Linked DNA regions of Anser cygnoides: region 2 is linked to region 1. Evidence: chromatin contacts called from public Hi-C data. All regions are on one chromosome and are shown on one strand. Each heading gives the region's core, a stretch centred on a gene start, on an enhancer-like site or on the middle of the called end of the contact. The rest is flanking DNA. Distances are from core to core; before and after follow the strand shown. Region 1 holds the start of SOX4 (SRY-box transcription factor 4). Region 2 overlaps CDKAL1 (CDK5 regulatory subunit associated protein 1 like 1).

Region 1 (6,564 bases), core at 897-3,396:
GGACTCCAGCCAGTCCCCCGAGATCATCTCACTTACCTCCGGCGTGCAGTAGTCCGGGAACTCGAAGTGCGAGCCCGAGCCGGGCTCGAAGTTAAAATCCAGGTCCCGGTCGAGCACGGAGGAGCCGAAGCTGCCCAGGGACATGCTCTCGAAGCCGGGGCTCGGGTTGAGGTCCAAGAGGTCGTCCTCGAACTCGTCGTCCGACGAAGAGGAGCCGGAGGAGGAGGATGACGAGGACGAGGAGGAGGACGAGTGGGAGGACGCGGAGGAGGACCGCGCCGTCGAGGGGGCCGGCGACGAGGCCCGCAGGCTGGTGTAGCTGCGGTGGTCGGCGGGCGAGCCCGACCCCGACCCCGACCCCGGAGGCGAGGGGCAGGGGGCGCCGCAGTCGCCGTCGGGCCGGCCCGCCCCGCCGCCCCCCTCCTCGTAGAGGCTCAGCGGGTCGCCGGGCTCCGCCGAGCCGCCCAGCGTGGGGCTGCCGGGCACGGCGCCGCCGGGGGAGCCCGAGGAGGAGGAGGAGGAGGCGGCGGCGGCGTTGGCCGCCTGCCCCCCGCCGAAGATGTAGACCCGCTTCAGCTTCTTGTCGGCCGCCGCCGCCCTGCCGGGGCCCGACGGCGGCGCGCCCGCCGCCCCGCGGGGGGGCCGGCACAGCGCCTGGTGCTCGGGCGGCAGCAGCGCGGCCGGCGGCTCCCCGGGGAACGGGGCGGCCTTGGAGGCTCCCGCCGCCGCCTTGCCGTGGGGCCGGCCGCCCGACGGGGGGGGCTTGGGGCCGCCGCCGCCCTTCTTCGGGGCGGGCTTGGCCGCGGCCGCCGGCCCGACGGGGCCCCCGCCGCCGGTGCCGCCGCCCGTCCCGCCGCCCCCCCCGGCCTTGTCCGCCTTGTCGCCGGGCTTGGCCGCGCTGTTGCCCGACTTCACCTTCTTCCTGGGCCGGTACTTGTAGTCGGGGTAGTCCGCCATGTGCTTGAGGCGCAGCCGCTCCGCCTCCCGGATGAAGGGGATCTTGTCGCTGTCCTTGAGCAGCTTCCAGCGCTTGCCCAGGCGCTTGGAGATCTCGGCGTTGTGCATGTCGGGCGACTGCTCCATGATCTTCCGCCGCTCGATCTGCGACCACACCATGAAGGCGTTCATCGGCCGCTTGATGTGCCCGCTGGGCGTCTTGCACCAGCTCGGGTCGTCCGCCTTGCCGCCCGTCGAGGCGGTGGAGCCCGGCGTCGGCGACGAGGCGATGCCCAGCTCCAGACCGGCCCCGGACTCGGACGTCTCGGCGGCCAGCAGCGCCTCCGTGTTCTCCGCCGTGCCGCTCTGCTGCACCATGGCGGCGCCGGGGGGCCGACCGGGGCTGGGCGCCGCCGCGGCGCGGGGCAGGGCGCGCAGCTTCTCACGGCGGCCCCGGCCCGGAGCAGCCCCCCGCGGCCGCGGCCCCGCTGCCGGCAGCGCTCGCACGTCCACACCGGCTCTCCCCCTCCGGGCGGCGACGGCAGCCCCTCGGGGAGGCTCTTTATTTCTCTTGGAGTGTTTTTAGTTTTTTTTTTGGCTTTTGGTCTGTTTTTGGCTTTTTTTTTTTTTTTGGAGGGGGCGTGGGGGTGTCGGTCTGATTTTTTTTTTTCTTTTTTCCTCACCACCTCGAAGCTCGCCCCCCCCCCCTCTGCCCGCGGCGGCTGCTCCGGTGGCCGGGTGCCGTCCGCCTGCCCCCGGCCGCTTCAGGGGGGAGGCGGCGAGCCCCCGAGAGCGCCGGCTGCGGCACCCGTGGCGGCGGCGGGCGGCTCGTGCAGGCAGAACGTGGCCGTGGCGAGGGAAAAGAAAACCTCAGAAAAAAAATTAAAAAAAAAAGAAAAAATCAAAAAGAAAAATTAACAATAATTTAAAAAAAAGGCACGGAAAAAAAAAAAAAGCACGAAGGTGTACGTCCCGGCAGGAAGAGCGGCCAGCCGGGCGCCGAGCCCCGTCCTCCGCTGCTGCTTGCTGCTGCTTTGCTCCGCTTTGCTTTTTGCTCCGCTTTGCTTCGCTTTTCTTTTTGCTCCGCTCCGCTTTGCTCCGCTCCCGTCCGCGCGCGCGGAGCCCCGCGGAGCCGCCCCCCGCACTCGCTCGCTCGCTCGCGCCCCTCCCGCCCCGCGCGCGCTGCTCCGGCTGCAGCTGAGAGCGGCGCCCGCGCCCGCCCCGCGCCGCTTTATCCTTTCGCGGCCCGCGCCGCGGCCAATGGCGCGCTGTATCCAACGCGTCCGCGTGCCAAGCGCCGCCCGCCGGCCGCCCATTGGCCGCCGGCGCGGCGCAGCAGGGAGGGCGGCGTGCAATGGGAAGCGGTGGCGCTGACCTCATCGCGGCGGGGCGGCGCCGCGCGCCCCGCCCCGCCCCGCCCTGCCTGCACGTGCCCGCCCCGCGCCCCGCGACCGCCGCTGCCCGCAGCAGCAGCAGCAGCACCGCGCGGCCTTGCACCAGCCCTGCGGGGGCGTGCACCCTGCACCCGCACCCCATGCACGGCAACGGGGGGGGCGAGGCCGCCTTGCTCCCCACGGGCTGCACGCGCCGCTCGCCGGGACAGCGGCCCCGGCACGGCAATCCCGGCGGTTTGTTTGTTGGTGGTGTTTGCTGCACGCAGCACCGGTTTTTGAACCAAAGGGAAAGCACGCTCCGGGAGGGCTGAAAGTTTTAGGTGCTATGTGTATTGCATGTCACACATCTGTTCACATATTGCATGCATATCACACATATGTTGCATACATACCACATAACATACCACATATATACCACATATATACCGCATACATATTACCTATATATTAAGCGTTTCTGCAACAAAGTGTACGATAGCACCCCTGAGCAGCATTTCCAGCTGGTTTGAGAGCAAGCCTTGAATATTAAGGTGCCACATCGGACTTACACCATTGCATTGCCAAGGGCCAAGGGAAGCCGTGAGTGCCTGACACGCCACCCAGGAGGTCACCTGTGTTACTGGGAGTGCTTCCTGAGGTACCTCCAAATTAGTGCTTTGCTTGCAAAATCGATACCTAGCACTTCCTGGTAAGCACTGGGTGAAATGTTGCCTTCTGGCTTCCCTGAGGACACCCGGTGACACTGGTGAGTTTCTCACCTTTGGGCTTTGTGAGAGGCAAATTGTTCGATGCTCTTCCCCTCAGCCCCAGAGCTGACACGCAAACTGTTGCATCGCAGCCCAGCAGCTTCTATGGACAGCAGGGCTCAGGGTGTCAGGAGGCACTGCTGGGGCTATTTACACTCGTGTGTATTTACACTCACGTGCAGCAGCCTGACAAACTGGGCTTGGAAGAAGTCCTCAGCTTCTGGCAGCTCCACCTGTCAGCAAGGGCATCGAAAGGGAGGGATTTCAGTCCTCATTTGGCGTAGAAAGGTGAATTTGTTTAAACCACACAGCATGTAAGATATTCTTCCAGACAGATTAAAGCAGAACTAAGAACCAATGGGCAGAGATGTGGAAACAAAGAACTGCAGATAACATTTCCGTTAGATGTGTTATGGTGTGCAAGGTCTCGATGCCCCCAGTAAGATGACCCCCAGGTAAATTAAGTGCGTCTTCAAATTAAGCGTGGCTTTGGTGGAAGCAGCCACCGTGGTGTCAGCGTGGTTCAAGCACTGTGTGTGTGCGGGATGGACAGAGGTGTATTGGTTCCCAAATGAAAGCTTCCCACATTAGCAAACTCACCCTTTAGAACTCCTTGATGAAGGAATGGCAAGGATACGGCGTGAAACTCTGTTAAAGCACTTTGTTATGATTTCTTGGCCGTCTCCTTTTAGCTAATTGCTTCCACCCCTAATCCTCTGACTGAACCGAAAAGCGCCTGCAAGCTCCCTAGGTTTAAGCGTGGGGACACACCGTGAGCGTCCAGCTCCCATCTGAAACGCGCTTTTAGGATCACGGGCCAAATTCCGCCGCTTTTTAACAACTTGAAAGGAGGAGAAACGTCCCTCCATTTCCTGAGGGCTTCCCCGGCCCGGGGCGCGGCGGGGACGCGAGGTGGCAGCGCTGAGCCTCGCCGGGCCGGGGACCGCCGGGACACGGCCGGGGCAGGGCCGGGACATGGCAGGGACGTGGCCGGGACACGGCTGGGACACGGCTGGGACATTGTTGGGGGACGGCTGGGGTTTGGTGACAGGACCCAGCCGCACCGAAGAGCCCCGGGGGCCGTCCCGCAGCCCGGCCCTGCCGCCTGCCTCCATCCAGCCCCTCAGGGCGTGGAGCGGGGCGGAGGGTCCTGGGGAGGAGGAGGAGGAGGAGGAGGGGGACACGGCCCCCTCCCCCCCCCCCCCCCCCCCCCCGGCTCTCATTAGCCGCTTAATTAAACCAAGAGGAGGGCGGAAAGGGCGCGGAGGTGCCCGTGGGGTGCGAGCCCGCGTGGGGCCGCTCGGCGACCCGGGAGGAAACATCCTGGCTCATTACAGCGATTCCCGGGACATCTTGCTTCCTGACAGCCCCTGACAGCCGTCAGCACGGGGAAGAAAGACAGCGTCTTATATCCCTTTAAAAAAAAAAAAAACAAAACACCCGAGAGTATTTCTGTCTGCTGCTGAAATCCGTCTCCGTAACATATATTTTGCCTTGCCATTCTACGCTGCATTTTAAGGAGGTGCGCGGCAGTGAATTTGGCCTGCTTGAATTGCAAATGACAAGGCCAAACCAAAGGGACACTGTTAAAAACACCTTTCCCACCATCATTCTGTTGCCTCGTTTGATATAGGGGTAACAAAGTTGATGAGATACTAGCAATAAAGAGGAAAAAATAAATAAAACAAAACAAAAAAAATGGCTTTTAATATAACATGGTGATAGCCTATATTCATGATCAAAGGAGAGTGTGCCCAAGGATCACACATACACTGAGACATTAGCTGGGCCCTCCTACTTCATCCTGTTTGCGAGAAGCAAACCCCATTGTACAGTTGCATCACCCCAGCTCATGGGGTGCCTTTGCTCAAAGTGATTCATAAACACTTTGAACTCTCTGATTTCTTTGTTAAGAAGAATTTTATTGCTTGGAAGCGTTGTACAGGTGATATTATTTACTCAGGAGTGAAAATCTGTTGCCTAAAAATGTACGGTACCATTTCCTTCAAAAACGTCCATTCCCTTACATTGTACTTGAACACGCATAGATGTGCAGTGCTCCTGTTATGAGAACGCTGAGATGTTTCTAGCTCATTTAATACAATAAGTAGGTAAGGAGCCATTTGCGTATACATATTTATATTAATTCAGATATTAATCACTTATATGGAAATGTTTGGTTTGGGAAGGTAGAAACACCTCTCCAGAGATTTTTAATAAGAAAATATGATAATACCTTTTATCCTTTATCCACTTTGGTGACTTTTTAAGTCTAAACTTGTTCTCTGTGAACAACACATTCAAAAGCCTTGTTAAAAAAAAAAAAAAAAAAAGCTAAGAAAACACACTGTCTGCATTTATTTAGGGGAGGACTGAAACCCCTATCCAACCATATAAGATTTAGGAAATGTATTTTCTTTTTAATTTTCATATGAGAAAAGCTTTTAACTTTATTTTTAAAGCTGTTTTGGCAAGCTTTTTCTGCAAAGGTTGAAGAGGAATTACCAGTCTGCTGCATATGTATCAGCAGATTGCATATGCATGAGCCCAAGCTGCAGCAGAGGCTGCCCCACGAAGGGAGCAGCGGCTGGTGCGTGGGTGCAGGGCTGTCCCCCTCCAGAAGGTTCACGGGGGGATCACCCCACTCCTTTGGACCACTGTGCTTTCTGAACACACCTTTCTGCACTGCCCTTCTTGCTCCCTCCCAGCCATCTGCACTCTTCCTTCCTGCATGCTCTCGCCTTCCCATGCCTGCTCCTACACACTCATCGCTATCGCTCTTGTAACATTTAGCTCATCTTTTCCTGTCATCTCTACGAGCAAGCAAACAGCTGCAAGAAGGCAGCTCAGAAGAAGCCCACATAAGTATCAAGAATGAAGTAGTAGTTCTGCCGACTTCCACAACTTCATGACGTCACCCAGGCTTGAGCATCGTTGATAAGACGGAGCTACAAAACCACCAAGTGCTGAATTAAAGTCTAGCTTTCTAAAATCATTTAGAGGGATTTTGCATGGTATTTAATTCAGTATATGGACAATTTATGTGAAAGAAAACATTGCTTATACTTAGCATTCCTGAAAAAGAGGCATTAGGTAGTCTCTGGGCACATAGGAAAAAATTTTTTTGTTGTTGTTGTTTTGCTTTGTTTTGTTTTTAAATTAAAGTCTTAGCTTTGTTAACTTATTTCTTGAAAGACCATTTATTGAACAATATACTCAAGGTAACTAAACTGAAAAAAAAAATCTTGCATAGGATTTAGTTGAGATCATTGTCTTTCTTTGTAAATTCTTTGGCTTATTCATGGACAACTATCCACAGGATCCAACTCTGTGTCAAGAAAATTCCTTTACCAAGCTGCAGCTGGTTTGGGTTAACCTTGCAGTCTAAGACTGCTAAGGACCAGCAGTACACAAATTTCTGGAGGATCCACCTGGCTTCAGACTGACCAGAAAACTGTCACAGAGCCAGCTTCAGGGTTAGCATGGAG
Region 2 (5,915 bases), core at 66-2,565, 340 kb after region 1:
ACTGCCAACACCTCTCATCAATATTGGATCTTTGTGGGTTTTTTTTGTTCTGTTGTTGTGTTTGTTGTTTTTGTGTTTTTTTTTTTAATCTGCTTAATGAATTGCATAAGAAGCAATTATTAAAATCTGCTTAATATTTTACTCTGTAAACAAAACATTTTGTGTGCCTGTATATACAGCTTCTTTACATTAAAAAAAAAAAACAAACTTTTTTTTTTTTCCCTCAGACAATACATACTATCTGGGCATGTACTATACACAGTTGCCTTTACGCCCATAAAAATAAATTTTAACCTTAATCAGTTCCTCCTTCCTTTTTCACTTAGACTAAATAACCCCAAATGGAAAAATGGAAAGTTAACTTCCTTATTCTTCCCTTTTTCTTTTCTTCTTTCAAGAATTCTCTGGGGACTCTGACACTCTCTCCATCACGGCTGTTTCCTAGAGTAAAAATCAATTGAAGAGCAGCTGCTTCTTTCATCTATTTGAATCTCCCAAACATCCTAAACCATTTTTACTATACACTGATTGTTCAGCTCTATTTCCAATAGGCTTACAGACAAGACTATCAACTTTGAGAGCAACTACCACACTCTTTTCCAATGTGTTAGGCTATTAAAGGGATGTTGTGAGACCTAATCCAATTTTCAGCAAGTTCCAACCACACTTCAGCAATGGCAACATCTTGCTAAATCCATACTCCATTTCAAGAACTTCTGTTTCAAAAGTCAGGACAGCAGTTTGATTTTCCAGATGACTGTTCTGATCTGTCTAGGTTCTCACTTGCATCTGCCACTAGCACTTACTCTACCCAGGCTTACAACCTCCCTCAGATTTTATTTGCGTCCTGAAGAAGATCCAAACAAAGACACCATGCAGGTTTAGTAATCCAAGCTGCTCACTTTAAATGCTTTAAAATTATCCGTTTACAGTGCTCGCAGAAGTTCAAGGAAGCTCAAGAAAGAGAAAGTTTATTTTCACTTTCATTTATTCTTGTTAATTACAGTTATAGCTCTTTTACCACATTAATTATGTGCAAAAAATACAGAGTCACAACGATAATGAAAATTAGAAGGCTGAAGCACACACAATGAGTTCTCCTGTGGTTTATCTGCTCTCTTCTCTTGACTCTTCCCTAAACAGTACCATTTATATATAAACACTTTGTACACAACTATGCCTTCAAAAAAAAAGTTGTAGAAGGAGGGTGCCCTTTAAAAGTAAACATTTACTATGCCATGGTACTGACCTACAGTGGTATTTCCTACGCTTAGTACACATACTGCAGCAATATATTTGTATCTTAAATTTTCCACTGTAAATGTTTATCATTAATGTACTTCTGTTTCATAAAGGGAGGTAACAGCAAGGAAGTCTCTTTCCATAATCCAGTATCGATAACACGGTGATCACCGTCCTTTATTAAAACAATAAAGCACTATTACTTTCTATTCTATTCTCTTTACCCTTCAACTTATTGCTACACTGCCGCACGCTACACAAAGAAGTTAATGTTTTCTAAGTTAAACAACGGGCTGTCTGCTTATCTCAAAACTTAAATGTGGTGCAACTTCCAGCTACCTTAGCACAGGCACAGTGCCTAGCAACCCTTCGAAATGCGAGGGCTCTGGGTCCAAGTAGCGTTGCATGCATTAGCGTGAACGTTTCCAGTCTGAGTCGGCGCCGCCAGCACCCTTCCCCCTGCTGCCTGCTCGCACTGTGAACTGTGGCTCAAAACAGTGATTAGAGCCAAGCTGCAGAAGGAGAAGAGAAACAAAAAAGAAAACGAGAAAAAAAAAAAAAGAGCACATATTTGGGCCCAGTCCAGGAGGCCCACCTACCGGATAATCCCAGTTTACGTCCGACAGCTGTTTATACTTACCTGCGGTGCAGCAGGTGCAGGACAAAAGGCTCGTGCAGCCCCGCACCTGCCGCCTCCACCCCTGCCCGGGCAGCACCCGGCTCGGCGGCAGATGCTCGGCGGCAGATGCTCGGCGGCAGGCCCCAGGGAGCAGAGGGGCCCCGTGGGGAGCACCCACTGCCCTGGGCTCCTCCGGGGCGGCCGGGGAAGCAGCTGGTGCTCGGCAGGCTTTGCCGGCTCCTGCCGCTGCCTTTGGGATGGGGCACGAGTCGCCTGCACCTGCGGCTTCTGCCCCTGGCCCTCACAGCCAGGGGTCACACTACTGGCCCTGCCGCCGCCGACACACGCTCACCTTTGCTCCCTTTTGGGAGGAAAAGCAGAAAAAGCCAAGCGCTGGTTGGCGTTCGCGCACCTCCTATGACTGTTTTAAAAAGAACATAAGGCTTTGGGCCTTACCGTGCCCAAGGAGCGCAGGGAGCACAACTTTGTGAACAAGTCCTCTAGGAAAAAAAACAGTGCAACACTCAGAGGCCTGGAGATCCTGCCGTTCCTCATTCCGAGCCAGCCATTTCATCATCGCCATCACGATGGCATTCTGCTTGCTTTGGTGGCCTCTTACTGCACCGTCTGCCCAAACATTTATTTTTACATCAAGTATTACTGGTAGTACTACTTTAGAGCCAATAATACTTTCAAACATTTTCTGGAGAGCCATGATAGAGCCCTTGATGCACACAGCTCTCAGTCTTTGTCCTTTTACAGGTAAAACAAATGGACAGGAAGGAAGGAGCTAGGAGGAAGAAAGAAAACAGGGAAGTGAATGACCAGGCCTAAACACAACACGGTGCAGAACTGTCTAAGGCAAATACACAGGTCTAGGAAGCAAAAAATTAAAAAATGATAGTGACATTATGGCCACTTCTATGTAGCTCCACTGGATGATGTTTTCATCTACATTACTTAATGAACTAAACTGATTTCACACATGGATCTAAATGCTGGATAGACTTTCTTTTTTACTTTTTTTTCCTGAAAGTACACGCACTTATATCTTGTACAGGTCACCGAACAAACCCCTCTGGTTTTCTACAGCAGAACCATGTAGCAAGCTTCTCCAAATTAAGAAACAGAACCCAAGATCCTTTGATCCAGTATCACACACTTCTATCTGCTGAGCTTTAAAAGAACAGGATATATATATATATATATATACACACATACCTATTGGCTTTAAAGTTAAAAAAAAAAAAAAAGACACACAACCAGTAAAAAATGAAGCTCATAAAAATCCCTTCCACCCTCTGAACCATGTATAAGTTTTACGACGGGGAGCAGTAATTGTTTACATCCGCAGTTCATGCAGTACAGCAGTACATGTCTGAAAGGCAGTCAGGCAAAGTGGTAAAGGCAGAGACCCTTAACCCTAGCCCAGCCTGAAGTGCATTTGGTCAACTTGGAAGGTATGTTACTTATAAACCGTTATAAATCATTTTGGTTAGTCTTCTGACCCAAAATACGCAAGAGTATCATTACATTATTGATACACGGGGGGAAAAAATACACCTACAAAAACAAAGAAGACAAAAGAATATGAAAGAATAAGATCACTGTGGAAAAAATGAAAAAGAAAAGCCTCTCAAAAGCACCCAGAAAGACTTCTGCTGTTATAAGAATCCTATTAATCAAACCCTATACAAAAACACTGAACACAAGGAAAGAGAGCTTTTATAATGTGGTGTTAGAAATATGACAACTACCTAGTTCAAGAAGACACCTTAGTCCAAAGCAGGGTAATCAGTAATAATGCAAAATTAGCAACCCAACTATTTTAATATCGCATATAAGACTCAGCATTCGTGTAATATATTAGATGCAGCACGGCAATAACAATTACATTAACCATTGTTAATGACTAAGTAACCAAAATCAGCTGATAGGACGCATTCTAATCAAACTAAAACCAAATTACATTTGACACAGAGCACTTTAAATAATAAACCAAAATTTATCCATGACTGCAGTGAGAACAGGAGAAGATGGTAAAATTGTCCAGCAATATTTGATATAGGAACTACAAAATGCAAAAGAGCACAAGACATAATATTTGAAAAGAAATCCAGAAGTCATTTTCCAATTAAACCTGAATATTATATTCAGTTATTCATTACATTTGGTTTACATTTATGCATTTCACATATTAGTAATGTATACTCTTTGCTTAACACTATCATAATGCAATACAGAGAAACATAATCCCTCCTCCCTCTTAATAATATTAAATTAACTGTAATTTATACACTTCTAGAAATAAGTTGGCCAGGGTTGGGTGGCTGTATCCTACCAGGTGCCTCTTAATGACTGAAAAATTTGGCATGCTCTGCAGTCTGAACTGAAGGTAAAAAACAAACAAACAAACAAAAAAAAACAGGACACCTGTTAGATTAGACCAACAAACAATAAAAAAACCCCTTCACAGAAAGACCTTCACAAATCTTGCCCTGCTTGAGCAGCAGGGTTGGACAAGGTGACCTCGAGAGGTCCCTTCCAACTTCACCCAGTCTATGAAATAAAATTCTTCCAGTTTCCAGATAAGAAAACATCAGCTCAGGTGTTATTTGCAATTTGGCAGGATGCTACAAAGGGAGCATTATATACTTTAATCTATAAACTATGCTAGAGAATTTTCCAACTACTTTGGGGAAAACAGATGTATTGATTTTAAGTATCTCATTTAGGTATCCAAACAACGAGGTTATATCCCTGTATAGTCAACAGAGACCAGACTTCTAACTCTTAATTCCTGTACATCTTGGGTAGGTGACCAAAGTGCATAGCATGCAAAGTGAAGCTAGGAAGTAATTCTCTCCTTTCTTGGAACAAACCATCTCTTTAAAAATAAAAATAAATAATAATAATAAAAAACCCCAAAACTAAAGAAAACATCTTGCAGTGTGTTTGAAATCCTGTTTTAATGTGCCATTTTGTGTCAGTTTGCCTAAAAGCTTTAAAAACTCTGCAATATACAGACATGCGTATCAAGACAAAGCTGCTGACTTACACATAAATGTATCTTTAAAACAGAAGTCCACAGAATTAGATGCAGCCTACTTATGTTATCTTGCATTCCCAAATTCTTTTAATGGCAAGAATTCTAACTAAGAAACATTTATTTGAGTCTTGCTGGGATTTAATTAAAAGCTGTAAGATACTTATGGATACGTCTTTTTAAAAGAATTCATGCCTTTGGCATGTAGCAATATATGAGATTTCAGCCACTCAACAGTTCCTTGTATTAGTGCCCAGTTTGTCTTACTGTGCATACATTATGGTTAATATTAAATGATTTCATCTTTAATATTGTGTTGGGTCAGAAGCGGCAGGAGGCTTGCCCACTGTAAGGAGCTTTTTTGCCATCCTAGTGCACCTTTCTGTCTTGTTCACACTGGAAATCCAGAATGAGAAATTCCCTTTAAGTTACCACAAGAATGGCTGAAATGTAAGTAGCACAGCTCATGCACTCTTAAACAATGTCGTCATCTTGATATCTTCAAAGATTTCTAAACTTCCCCTTAGTCATGTCTTAGTCAAGGTTGACACATGGCTTTAGGACACATCTAACCAGGAACAAGCACTGATATTTATACATACCCAGACAATACTAGGCTCAGTTTTCACTTGTTTCTAGTTGGCATACCCAACAGCAACCTGGATGTATGGTGATACTTAACAATGACATGTTAATATGCATTGTATACCACAATCAGGAAACTATCAAGCATGCTAATCAGTACACAGACTAGTTTAAAATTAACATCTTCGAGGAGAAGCCCTCCAGTGTGTTCAGACAGTGAGTCAGCTTCCAAAACCAGAACAGAAGCAGCTAATACAAATGAAATGCTAATTCTTTCCCAGATGGTGAAGCAACACCCTCTGTGTACTCCAATTCTTTTGTAGCATGTGAACATTTGGGTTTATTCTCTCAGACTACTGAACAGTGAGGACCCTTGAACAGTTTTTGGCTATTTCTTTCCTGTCTAAATCAGCACTGTGAAAA

Evidence for each region. Hi-C and Micro-C count contacts between places; a contact is called where the count stands out from the background.
Region 2: a Hi-C map of liver shows a contact between it and region 1, with 2.7 times the contacts expected there. The contact joins the enhancer-like site here to the promoter of SOX4 in region 1. A contact is called at or near these places in 2 of 7 Hi-C or Micro-C datasets (granulosa cells and liver).

Annotation. Positions count from the first base shown.
Region 1 is chr2:51,740,996-51,747,559 of Taihu_goose_T2T_genome, forward strand. It overlaps SOX4 (SRY-box transcription factor 4), which reads right to left and starts at 2,147. Exons shown (of 1, transcript XM_066992063.1): 1 at 1-2,147. The coding sequence starts at 1,314.
Region 2 is chr2:52,081,581-52,087,495 of Taihu_goose_T2T_genome, forward strand. The region is part of intron 9 of CDKAL1 (CDK5 regulatory subunit associated protein 1 like 1); the gene reads right to left. Among named protein-coding and RNA genes, the nearest start is that of CDKAL1, 230 kb to the right of the region's middle. Within about 2 kb of position 1,316, at least 2 of the 3 cell types and tissues checked have open chromatin away from gene starts, as enhancers often do. A contact at or near this core is called in liver, where this site is marked.